Regions from separate parts of the Mus musculus genome. Here region 1 is linked to region 2. Evidence: chromatin contacts called from public Hi-C data. All regions are on one chromosome and are shown on one strand. Each heading gives the region's core, a stretch centred on a gene start, on an enhancer-like site or on the middle of the called end of the contact. The rest is flanking DNA. Distances are from core to core; before and after follow the strand shown.

Region 1 (5,857 bases), core at 2,362-4,861, 76 kb before region 2:
AGAGCCTCTTCTTGATTGGTTGTAGAAGACAGTTTCTTCCTGGGCTGTCTTTGGATCATGATGTAGAACGCTTAGCTCCTCCAGCACCAAGTCTGCCTGCATGCTGCCATACTTCCTGCCATGATGATAATAGACTGAACCTCTGAAACTGTAAGTCAGCTCCAATGAAATGCTTTCTTTTTATAAGAGTTGCCTTGGTCGTAGTATCTCTTCACAGTAATAGAACCCTAACTAAGAAACAGGCTTACACATTTGTGCTGTCACGCTCGGCTTGCTATGAGCGGTAGAATGTGAACTGCTTGCACGTCAGAATTTTACCACAGAGTTAGTCAGTGTAGCCAGGTTCTCTTCGAACTCACAATCTTCCGGCTTCCTCACAGGTTCTTGGATACATGCATGTGCTCTACCTGACTGGAGGAGATTTTAAAAATTTACAAACAATAAAGTGTTGTATAGCTTTAAAGGCAATTGTATATTGCATTTGTAATCCAAAATAGTGACAATCCATAGGGTACCCTGGAATTATCTATGCCCACCAGATACACAAGAATAGTATCTAGTACCTAATGTTTGTAGATTCTCGCTAGTACTGGCTCTCTTCCAGAACAATCCTCTCCTGAACAGGAGTTGGGGAAGGTTTAGACTGTTGGGTTTTTTGTTGTTCTTTTGCTTGTTTATTTTGGCTTTTCAAGATAAGGGTTTCTCTGTGTAACCTTGGCTGTCCTGGAACTTACCTTATAGACCAGGCTGGCCTTGAACTCAGAGATCTGCTTGCCTTTGCCTCCCAGTGCTGGGATTAAAGACGTGTGCCACCACTGCCCAGCGATCAGTAACTTTAGACTGTGACTACTCATGAATCTCCAGTGTTTCTGTCTGTAGCTCCTCGAATCTACCTGAAAAGCAAGCAAAAGTCAGAAGCAAATTTCTTTCTTTTTTTTCCTTCGAGACAGGGTTTCTCTGTGTAGCCCTGACTGTCCTGGAACTCACTCTGTAGACCAGGCTGGCCTCGAACTCAGAAATCTGCCTGCCTCTGCCTCCCGAGTGCTGGGATTAGCAAATTTCTACTTGGTATTCTGTATACAGATGAAGCATTTAGAAACACATATCTTTGATCTTTGTGAAATTATCGGCCAAGGAGAAAGGCTCTTTGGACTCACAGAAATGGAAATAATTCCTTTTCTGACATGACAACAAATGTCAAATATATTCGAAGATCATTTTCACAGGTATATATCTCAGTGACCAGCAGAGGGGGCCAAAGAGCTGTTGATGTCTACTCGCACAGCACACATGATAATGTTTAAACTTTGTATCCAGAAAGTATCATGGCTTTAATTTTTCTGACGGAAGTGAGGCTAATATATGCATAGAATTGTACAGGTATCTTGTTGCAAGAATCCCAAGAGTTATGAAAGAAATGCTTTTTACATACAAAAACAAGGCCACCAAACTACTAAATGATTCAGTAGATAGCTTCCCTCCTCCACATTCTCTCCAATTCCAGGGTCCAGAATCAGACATTTTAGACACTGACTTTACTTTGCCTTGGGGAAAAACATGTATTTTTTAAAAGTAATTTGACAACAAAACACACATTTAAAAATGTACCGAAGGGCCTGGTGGTGGCGGTGAATGCCTTTAATCCCAGCACTCAGGAGGCAAAGACAGGTGGATGTCAAGTTTGAGGCCAGCCTGGTCTATGGATCAAGTTCTAGTACAGCCAGGGCTACACAGAGAAACTATGTCCCCCCACTCCACTCCATCCCACTCTCTGGGGGAAAAAAAAGGTACCAAAGAGTCTTGGTGAATGACACCTTTCTTTCCCACTAGATCCTTAGCCGCCCCACTTCAATGAATGTCCACCTCTGTAAGGCAGTTTTAAAAATAAATCCTGCCATATATGACAAGTCCTTTAACAAATGTAATAATTCTTTAATATATATATACATATATATACATATACATATATATATATATATATATATATATATACACATATATATATATACACACATGCACACACACACAAAACTTTCAAATAGGAATTCAGGAGTCCTACCTCTGTTCCACAGAGGTGGTGTATTGATCATTGGTATATATATCTATCAGCAGACACTGACTACTGGTTACCAAGAGTGATCATAAGTGCAGGGCGGGCAGCAGTCCACAGTGGCATGATGGCAGACAAGGTTGTCTTACGCTCTCCATCCTCATCCCTTCTATAACTTTGCTGTTAGCTAATTCACGGGGCAGGCTGTGTGTTGTTTGATGAGAGAGCACAGAAGAAGGTTGAGCGCTAGGACCTTGGGGCATGTGTGCAGCATGCGCCCCTTTCCTTGGTGTCCCCTACCTAGCATCCTCTTCTCATTGATGGTTCTTCGTCCAAGTCCAAGTATACCCTGTCCTTGTTTGGGTTTCAATAGCTCGGAAGAGGAAACCATGGCCACAACAATTCTTACTTAAAAAAAAATGGCTTGCATTTCAGATAATGGTTTAATCTATTATCATCATGGCAGGAAACATCGCCTCGCACTCGCCTCTCTTTTATATATATCTTGATGCTACTTTTTCAAAAGCTCTGGGGTCAAGGTTCTATACATAAAACACTAGTCTCCAGATGCCTGATCTGGTTGGGAAATCACCGGAGCACTGAAGACTTCTCTCAGGCATAGCGTTACTTTCTTCTTAAACTATATTAGAGTAACCCAGATAGTGACTTACAGCCTGGCTTTATCATGTGGTCTTTCGAGTTTCCTCCTTGCTTGTGGGACTCAAGCAACCCAGTTTAGTGGGTGGTATCTGAGGGAGAGGCAGAAAGAACGTTTGTAAAAATTTCCTTTTAAACTGAATAATACAGGGCTATGTGTTGTGGCCATCCTTTTTATTGCACATGAGATCTCAAGAATGCACGCATAGCACATAACTGAAATTCTATACCCAGAAAGGACATTTATGTGCTAAGAAGTTGTCAGGTAAGTATTAGATTTTTAGAAGTATTATTTTAAAATTGGTATACACATCTTTACATATTTATCAGTACCACATGATGTCTTGATAAATGTACATTTTATGTGACGTTTACATGATGACAAACATGTCTGTCTTCTCAAATATTTGCAGTATTTTTGGTGAAGAAAAACAAAATGAAAGCACCCTAGCTTTCTTTTTAACTGTACAGCATATTTATTGTTCACAATGTTCACTCATATGTGTATGTTACATTTTCATAAGAGTCTATTATAACATGCACCAGGCATGATCGTGCATGCATGTTCCATTTGGGAGGATGAGGAAGGAAGATAGTGAGATCAAGGCCAGGCTGAGCTATATACTAAGATCCTGTGTTAGTAAACAGCAACGAAACTTGTGTCTTTAACTGACGTTTGTGATTCAATCTGCCTAGTGCAATGACAGTCCAAAAACCATTAACTTCCAGGAGACTGGAAGGGATGAAAGGCCACGTTAATCCAGGTGTGTTAAATGCCTTTTTAAAATTAAAAATCGAACACTAGAGGGCGGCAAAACACTGTCGGCAAAAATTCATTCGAGCTCCAAAGCTGTTTTCCTGTAAAAGAGGAGGTGTTTGCTGACTAGCGTCAAGAAAGAGCTGCCCTGATATTCAAGATGCTTCTCTGCACCCAGCCTCACTCAAATCTTTGTGCTTGCTTTGTGTTTTCCTCCACATCACCTCCCTGGCTCCATGATTTGCTTTCCAAGCACACACACTTGTAGGTAGTGTTTCTGCAGGGACCTCTCTCAGTTCATTTTCAAAGACTGCTAACTTTGGTCCTCTTAGGACATACTGAGTCTTCTGGGGAGAGGCAGCCTCTCTCTCTCTCTCTGTTACGGATTGTAAACCCTGGGGGGTGGGGTGGGGTGGGGTCCTGTGAGCGTGCTCATAGGGATGACCCTGTAGTGTCTCGAAGGATGCACTGGACAGTCAGAAAGCTGTGCTGGATTTGGCTCGGTGCTTCATTCTAATCCTGTTTCCTCTGCTTAAGATGGGACTGATAAGCCAGGATATCTTCTCAGTTGCCGCTTCTGATTCCCCCGTCTAAGTTGTGGGAGAAAAGACGTGCCACATTTGGCTGTATATGATGGCTGAGTGTGGTCACTGCTGGCAGAGAGTGGAGCTCTGTCTCCGGGACTCACATGGTTGGTACTGGGTGATATATTCTGGTAAAAACATCTAATAGAGGTGCCAACTGAGCTTGGAGCACTGGGTTATGATGGCGGTCTCTCATGAGTTATGCAACCTTGAGTGAGTTCCGTAACCTCTCCTCCCTCACTTATAAAACGAAGTCATTCTAGAGAGTGTCTCTTAAGGAAAATTGTGCCCCTGAATCAGATTTGAAGTAGATCCCAGACTTCACCTTCTTCTACTAAATTATATTTTTCTTAGTGTTGGTCTGTGGTATAGATTTGTGGCAGGGAGAAGTGTAACTGGGGTTTGCTCCCAAGACACGAATATCCATGCTAGATCATTGCTAGTATTCCCGTTCACTGTCCGTCTGTCTGTCCATCCATCCACCCACAATCTATCAAAAATGCTGCAAGTCTATTTTGAATTCAAATAAGTTTCCAAGAAAATTACTTAAACTAGTCTGTGCGAGCGCGCGCACATGCACACGCGTGTGCACACACACACACACACACACACGCTCACACACGCACACACACAGGGTGGAGCAGTTAGTATATTACAGCCGCTGTAGTGACAGGATCTTGGTTAGGCTACACTGACATCAAAACTTAGTTTTTAAACCTCAGTGACTTGACTGCACATGACACAATGGGCCCCACCTACTGGATACAGGAGCTGGGACATTTACTCAAATGGCTGAGTGATAGAAGTCTTAGAAGGAATGGGTGTCTCAGCGCCAGCACCTGCCACCTATCAGCAGGCTAATTTTGGGAACGTGTTTCATTTCCTGTCTCCAGGAGTTGTTATCCTTCAAAGGGAATTATAAAGCCTCAATGCTTGTTTCCTAGCTTGAAGATTAGGTCTCAATGCATCAAGCTCTGCGTTCATTCTGAAGGGCAATGCCATTCAACACAGCCTCTGTACCATGCTACCACGTCAAGCCAGAGCTCTGATTCTGAGGCGGTCTTAGCTGACTCTAGCAAAGGCAGCAACAGGCCCACTTAATCTGAGTTTGTGACTGCTGTATGATCTCTCCCTGTTTTCTCTTTCTCTTTCCGAGGACTCCAATAGCCCCAAGCACCTCACCCAAAGTTGCTTCTCCCGACATGGGATGTTCATCTTATTCACTAAACACTGTACCCCATCGTCCAGAAAACCTCAACCGAAGCCTGCCCCATTATGGTTGTTTACTTCTTTTGTGAATATAAGGTTTCATGGTTGTCTTAGTCAGGGTTTCTATTCCTGCACAAACATCATGACCAAGAAGCAAGTTGGGGAGGAAAGGGTTTATTCAGCTTACACTTCCATACTGCTGTTCATCACCAAAGGAAGTCAGGACTGGAACTCAAGGAGGTCAGAAAGAAAGAGCTAATGCAGAGGCCATGGAGGGATGTTCTTTACTGGCTTGCCTCCCCTGGCTTGCTCAGCCTGCTCTCTTATAGAACCAAGACTACCAGCCCAGAGATGGCCCCACCCACAAGGAGACTTTCCCCCTTAATCACTAATTGAGAAAATGCCTTACAGTTGGATCTCATGGAGGCATTTCCTCAACTGAAGCTCCTTTCTCTGTGATAACTCCAGCTGTGTCAAGTTGACATGAAACTAGCCAGTACAAGGGTGAACTGGGCTTCAAAGAACTTCTGTGGTTTATTTGGGATTGTCTTTCTAAGGAAACAGGGTGAGGAAGAGGGGAAGGGAGGAAGAGGGGAAGGG
Region 2 (5,954 bases), core at 846-3,345:
TCATTATTCCTTTTTTTTTTTTAGAAATAATTTCAAGGTTTTACTTCTCCCACAGAAATAACTCATTCATGCATATCTGGTCTTTGGATTAGTCTCTTTGATTGTATATTTTTTTTTTAAAAATTAAAGCTATTAAATGAAACATTAAAATTTTCTACCCTTACATACATTACCCAAATGTGTCTCTAGTTTACTCTTTGTCGATAGAAACTATTCATTCCATGGCCCATAATATTTATCAATTAAAAAAGAGTCACAGAGGTAGCATTTTAAAATTGAAGAAGCAAAAACTGTATGTAGGGCTGGCAAGATGGCTTAGTGGGTAAGAGAATGCACTGACCGTTCTTTCGAAGATCTTGAGTTCAAATCCTAGCAACCACATGGTGGCTCACAACCATCCATAATGAGATCTGATGCCCTCTTCTGGTGTATCTGAAAACAGCTACAGTGTACTTACATATAATAAATAAATAAATTTTAAAAACCTGCATGTATATATTATGTTATGAGATGCAATTTGGCAAGTGTATGCCTAGAAAATAAAGTATCTTCCCAAGAGCAATTGAACTTGAATCTCTTGGACTGAGACTTTAGTGAATTATGTTTATTATATTACATTTAAACAAATTACCCAGGTTTCCTTGATTCTGGGGAACTAAATGCATGCATGTCAGGCAAATGATCTACTAAGTTATTCTTATGGTACAGGTAAGGAACGGACAGAAACTTTGGGAGGTGGGTTTTCCAAAGAACAATAGATTCTGTCTCAGTCAGAGACACTGCAGGCGTTCATTATTACCACACCCCTATCATCATCCCATAAGAATTCCATAATTTATAAGCCCAAAAGTTCAGAATACCCAAGATTCAATTCGCAGACCATATGAAGTCTAAGAAGAAGGAAGACCAAAATGTGGATGCTTCAGTGCTTTTTAGAAGGGTGAACAAAATACTCACAGGAGGAAATATGGAGACAAAGTATTGAGCAGAGACTGAAGGAAAGGCCATGCAGAGACAGCCCCACCTGAGGAGCCATCCTATATACAGTCACCAAACCTGGACACTATTGTGGATGCTGCGAAGTGCTTGCTGATGGAAGCCTGATGTGGCTGTCTCCTGAGAGGCTCTGCCAGAGCCTGACAAATACAGAGGTCAAGCTCTCAGGCAACCATTGGACTGAGCTCAGGGGTTCCCAATGGAGGAGTTGGAGAAGGAACTGAAGGAGCTGAGGAGCAGCCCCATGGAGGAAGCAACAATGTCAACAGGCCAGACCCCCCTGGAGCTCCAGGGGACTGGACCACCAACCAAAGAATACACATAGAGGGACCTATGGTTCTGGCCACATATGTGGCAGAGGATGGCCTTGTTGGATATCAGTAGGAGGAGAGGCCCTTGGGCCTGAGGGTGTTCGATGCCGCAGTGTAGGGGAATGCCAGGGTGGGAGGATGGGAATGGGTGGATTGGGGAACACCTTCAAAGAGGCAGGGGGAAGGAGGATGGGAGAGGGGGTTTCCTAAGGGGAGACCTGGAAAGGGGAAAGCATTTGAAATGTAAATAAAAAAATATCCCCCCAAAAGATATCCACTAAAAAAACAAACAAAATTTAAACAATATCCACAAACCCCAAACCAAAAACAAACAAAACCCCCAAACCAAAAACCAAACCACTAAAGTGAGAGGCTGTTCACCATGTTGATGAATGTACATCCAAAGGAAAATAGACCCAAAATGGATATGTTTCCCTAGAGAATTTTCTACTGTTACAGTACTCAGAGAACTTGGCATTTCTGTGAATTGATAACCAGGAAGAACATCCCCTCTGTCACCAGTCTTCACAGAAAGTGCCTGGGTTAGGGCCACTATATAGGAACTATATAGTTCAGGAGGCAATTCCATTACAGTCTCTTAACTTTTAATCATTATTAAGCCATTAGTCCATTTGCTTTTTAAGAGGCAGTTGGTGGCGGGGGGGGGGGGGCTTTCTGCTTGGCTGGTGCCTGTTAAGTCCCCATTTTCCCTCTTGGAGGCACAGTCTCACAATCTGGCGTTTGGTTAGTAATCTGGAGGAAATTGAAATGTGGTTGGAGGCAAGAAGGTGAAACCTGAGTCCTTAGAGTGTCGACTGCCATGAGCCATCTGGTGGGTAGATCTCATCACGGCCTAATGGGGATGTGGGATGGTCTACATTAGCATGTTTGAAAACATGACTTCTCACCTCTACCTTAACGGTCCCACCTGGGGAACAGGTAGGAGAAGAGGATGTACTACCTGCGTATTAGCTCACAGAAATGCCAAGCTCTCTGAGCATGTTAATAGCAGAGAAACGTCTAGGGAAACACGTCCGCCGTGGGTCTATTTTCCTTTGGAGGCACATTCATCAAGGGCACCCTGCTCGGCCCCTTGCTCTAGTGGAGTCACTGTAAAATGCTTATGGAATGATGATGGAAACCGTCCCAGCAGGACGCAGGGCTCTGTGCAGCGTTCAGATGACCCGGCTTCTCGCCTCAGCCTTCTCTTGTCAGATCTGTGATCCAAAGCAGACGGAGCAGAAGGAGCCGGAGTGCATCATCTTGACACAGAGTTGGACTCCGTTTCCCAGGGCTTGGCCACATATGCCGCATCTGCCTGTGATTCTACCGCATGGTAGAAGCAGAAGACAAAATGAAGATGAACAGCAATCCCGTCAGTCCTATAGCTTTTGCTGTGAATACAAGTATTTAGATTTACAATGGTTATATTGAACGAGGACCATCGTCATTTTAAATAAAGCTGTGATTGATGTCAGTGGGCAAAATTGGAATTCTGGGTACCTGCAAATATATAAACACAAAATAGGCACCTGTGTAAACATCTCTTCAGAGCATCTTCCTGCTTCCCTCCCACCTCCCCCTTCCTGTAGTATGTACCGAGTGAGCATTGAATCCCAGGCCTTACGCATATTAGGCATGTGCTCTGCCATGGAGCCACATCTCCAGTGTCAGAACTTTTGAAGATATATAGACAAACCCTGAGTTATGGTAAATTCTAAAGAAAAGGTTGAGCAAAATGTTAATAAATATTTCATTAATGTTTATTAGTTTTATTGAATACTTCCTCAGGTCAGGTTAATGATCTTCGTTTCTCTCTCTCTCTCTCTTTCTCTCATCTCTCTCATCTCTCTCTCTCTCTTTTCTCTCTCTCTCTCTCTCTCTCTCTCTCTCTCTCTCTCTCTCTCTCTGTAGTCTATATACTCACTAGCACATTGGGATGACTTGCGCTGTAATTGGGACCTTGTATATAGCATGTCGTATAAAGGAGGATGCAGCCTTAACACGGTTGCTTCTGCTTTGGTCTATTTAAGGGGTCAAAGTAAAAGGCTTGTGAGTTTTGAAGCCTTTCACCTACTCTTCATTGCAAGCTTTGACTCTGAGCTCTTGAACAGTTTCTTTCAGGATCTGATCGTTTCCATATTATTTCATATCCATTTAGGAATGTATGTATCCACACTGACATTTAAAAATAACAGAGATCAATTTTGGGGAAAGATGTTACAAGACTGCAGGATAAGGGAATACAATCTTCTCAGTTTAATTTGGTCCATATGCATTGACAAAAGATCAAAGAGTTTCACGTCCTAAAGGAAAATAAATGTAACTTTAAGAATCCTTCTCCCCCCCCCCCCAGACAGTCTGTCTGCTATTCTTAGAACCCATCTGATTTTTTGTGTTTTTCCAAAGTCTGAGCCAAAGTGAATATTGTTAAGGCCCATCCCATTGACTGAGCTGACGGCTCCCTGCAGACCTTCAATTTAGCCCGCCCCCCAAAGTTTGTTAATCATATTGAATGCAGGGCAGTGATACAGCTGAGGGAAATGCAGTCAGTGCTTTCATTTTCTTTAAGGGAAAATGACATCCAGAACATAAGCAATAATGGAAGAACCCAGACTTTAATACTAGCTATAATAGCAAGGCCTATTCATGACTGTGTGGGATACTCTGAGCTATTACTGTAACTATAAAGGAGTAAAAGAACATACTCTCTCTCTCTCTCTCTCTCTCTCTCTCTCTCTCTCTCTCTCTCTCTCTCTCTCTCTCCAATAAGCATATGGCCTAGGGAGAAGAAAAAAGAAGATGAAGAGGGGAGTGAAAATCAATACAAAACTATTATCAGCCGTGATAAGTTCTCTAAGTTAAATAGCCAGAATTCAGTATTATCTGTGTGACTTAAGAGAAGGGTCTGTTTCCCTGAAGAGGTAGACTCTAAACTGAGATGAAGGGTGATGCCCCAGTCTTGGGTCATGATTATAGCACTTGCAGGTGATTATGTAATGCGGCGAAATAAACACAGGTACCTTTAATAAAGCTGTGGTGAGAATTCTAGGGAGTCACCATGGAGATAGGGTGCCCCTCAAAGCTGGCAGCAGGGAAGTTGGGTGTGGTGAATGCCTTTAATCCCAGCACTCAGGAGGGAGGGGCAGTGGCAAGGGCAGTGGGAGGGGCAGGTGGATCTCTGAGTTCTAGGTAGCCTAGGAACTCTGTCTCAAAAACCAAAAATCAAAAACCAAAAACCAAAAACCAAAAATCAAAAACCAAAAATCAAAAATCAAAACCCAAACCCAAACCCAAACCCAAACCCAAACCCAAACCCAAACCCAAACCCAAACCCAAACCCAACCCACCAACCACCACCAACAAAGATGGCAGCCCAGACCATCACTTCCTGAAGGGTAGAGAAGATAAACAGCTTCTAAGCCCAGAAAAGTATGGATCAACAGATTAACTGGCACCTTGGCTGAAGGACCATCAACCCTGAAGTGACCCTGCACTTGGGGAGGTGGTGGGGAGGGAGAGAGTGAGCTGAGGAGGTAAGAGCTATGACCTTGATTTCTTGTCTCCTTCCTGTCAGGGCCATGTAGGATCTGACTTATAGAATGTGAGGAAGGGAGGCTCTACCACAGCCAGCATTTCCAGTTTTGGCATACCTACCTGTATCTTTTGGAGTAATTTGTTGCTTTTACGTTTAATTTTTTTTATGTTTAAAAGACAATTTTTCTATTTATTGTATGTATATGCACATTGTGGCTGCACACGTGTGTACCACATGTGTGTTTGATGCCCATGGAGGTCAGAAAAGGGCATTGGAGCCCCTTGAACTGGAGTTATGCATGGTTGTGAGTGTTGTGAACGAAACCCTTCTTAAAGAGCAGCAAGTGCTCTTAAGCCTGGAATCTGCCCAGCCCTTGCTTTTATGTTTTTGTCCTTTAGAAAATTCTCCCTTTAAAAGTACCCAAGGAGCTAAAGGGATCTGCAACCCTATAGGTGGAACAACATTATGAACTAACCAGTACCCCGGAACTCTTGACTCTAGCTGCATATGTAGCAGAAGATGGCCTAATTGGCCATCACTGGGAAGAGAGGCCCATTGGACACGCAAACTGTATATGCCCCAGTACAGGGGAACACCAGGGCCAAAAAAATGGGAATGGGTGGGTAGGGAAGTGGGGTAGAGGGTATGGGGGACTTTTGGGATAGCATTGGAAATGTAATTGAGGAAAATATGTAATAAAAAATATTTAAAAAACAACAACAACAAAAAAAACCAAAAAAAAAAAAAACCAAACTTCTCCTGAAAAAGTGAACAATTAAAGTACTACTCAGTATCAGTTAAAGCGACTAGATACAATTTAAGAATTTAAATGTGACTTTATAATAAAAATTGAGGCAAAACATGAAATCAGTAACACTGTATTATTAGAAATTGGAGCAAATTCTAATTAGTGTTCCTCCCTGACCCAAGACAGGGTTTCTCTGTGTAGAAGTGGCTCTGTAGCCCAGATGGCCTTGAACTCAGAGATCTGCCTGCCTCTGCCTCCAGAATAGTGAGATTAAAGACATACTACTACTGCCCACCTGCATATTTTGTTTTTTTAAATGAACAGTATTTATCTTTTTGGTGGTGTGTATATGTATAAAGTG

Evidence for each region. Hi-C and Micro-C count contacts between places; a contact is called where the count stands out from the background.
Region 1: a contact with region 2 is called in a Hi-C map of the N1E-115 cell line, with 2.8 times the contacts expected there. The contact joins two enhancer-like sites. A contact is called at or near these places in 2 of 15 datasets of contacts at CTCF or cohesin (the G1E-ER4 cell line and pro-B cells), 41 of 484 Hi-C or Micro-C datasets (the Ba/F3 cell line, CD8 T cells, ECoMG myeloid progenitors and 22 more), 2 of 115 datasets of contacts at active chromatin or transcription factors (CD8 T cells and a beta-TC-6 cell line) and 1 of 9 other capture datasets (embryonic stem cells).

Annotation. Positions count from the first base shown.
Region 1 is chr13:111,408,750-111,414,606 of GRCm38.p6, reverse strand. No RefSeq gene overlaps it. Among named protein-coding and RNA genes, the nearest start is that of Gpbp1, 78 kb to the left of the region's middle. Within about 2 kb of position 3,611, at least 14 of the 459 cell types and tissues checked have an H3K27ac peak or open chromatin away from gene starts, as enhancers often do. A contact at or near this core is called in the N1E-115 cell line, where this site is marked.
Region 2 is chr13:111,331,007-111,336,960 of GRCm38.p6, reverse strand. No RefSeq gene overlaps it. Among named protein-coding and RNA genes, the nearest start is that of Actbl2, 79 kb to the right of the region's middle. Within about 2 kb of position 2,095, at least 9 of the 459 cell types and tissues checked have an H3K27ac peak or open chromatin away from gene starts, as enhancers often do. A contact at or near this core is called in the N1E-115 cell line, where this site is marked.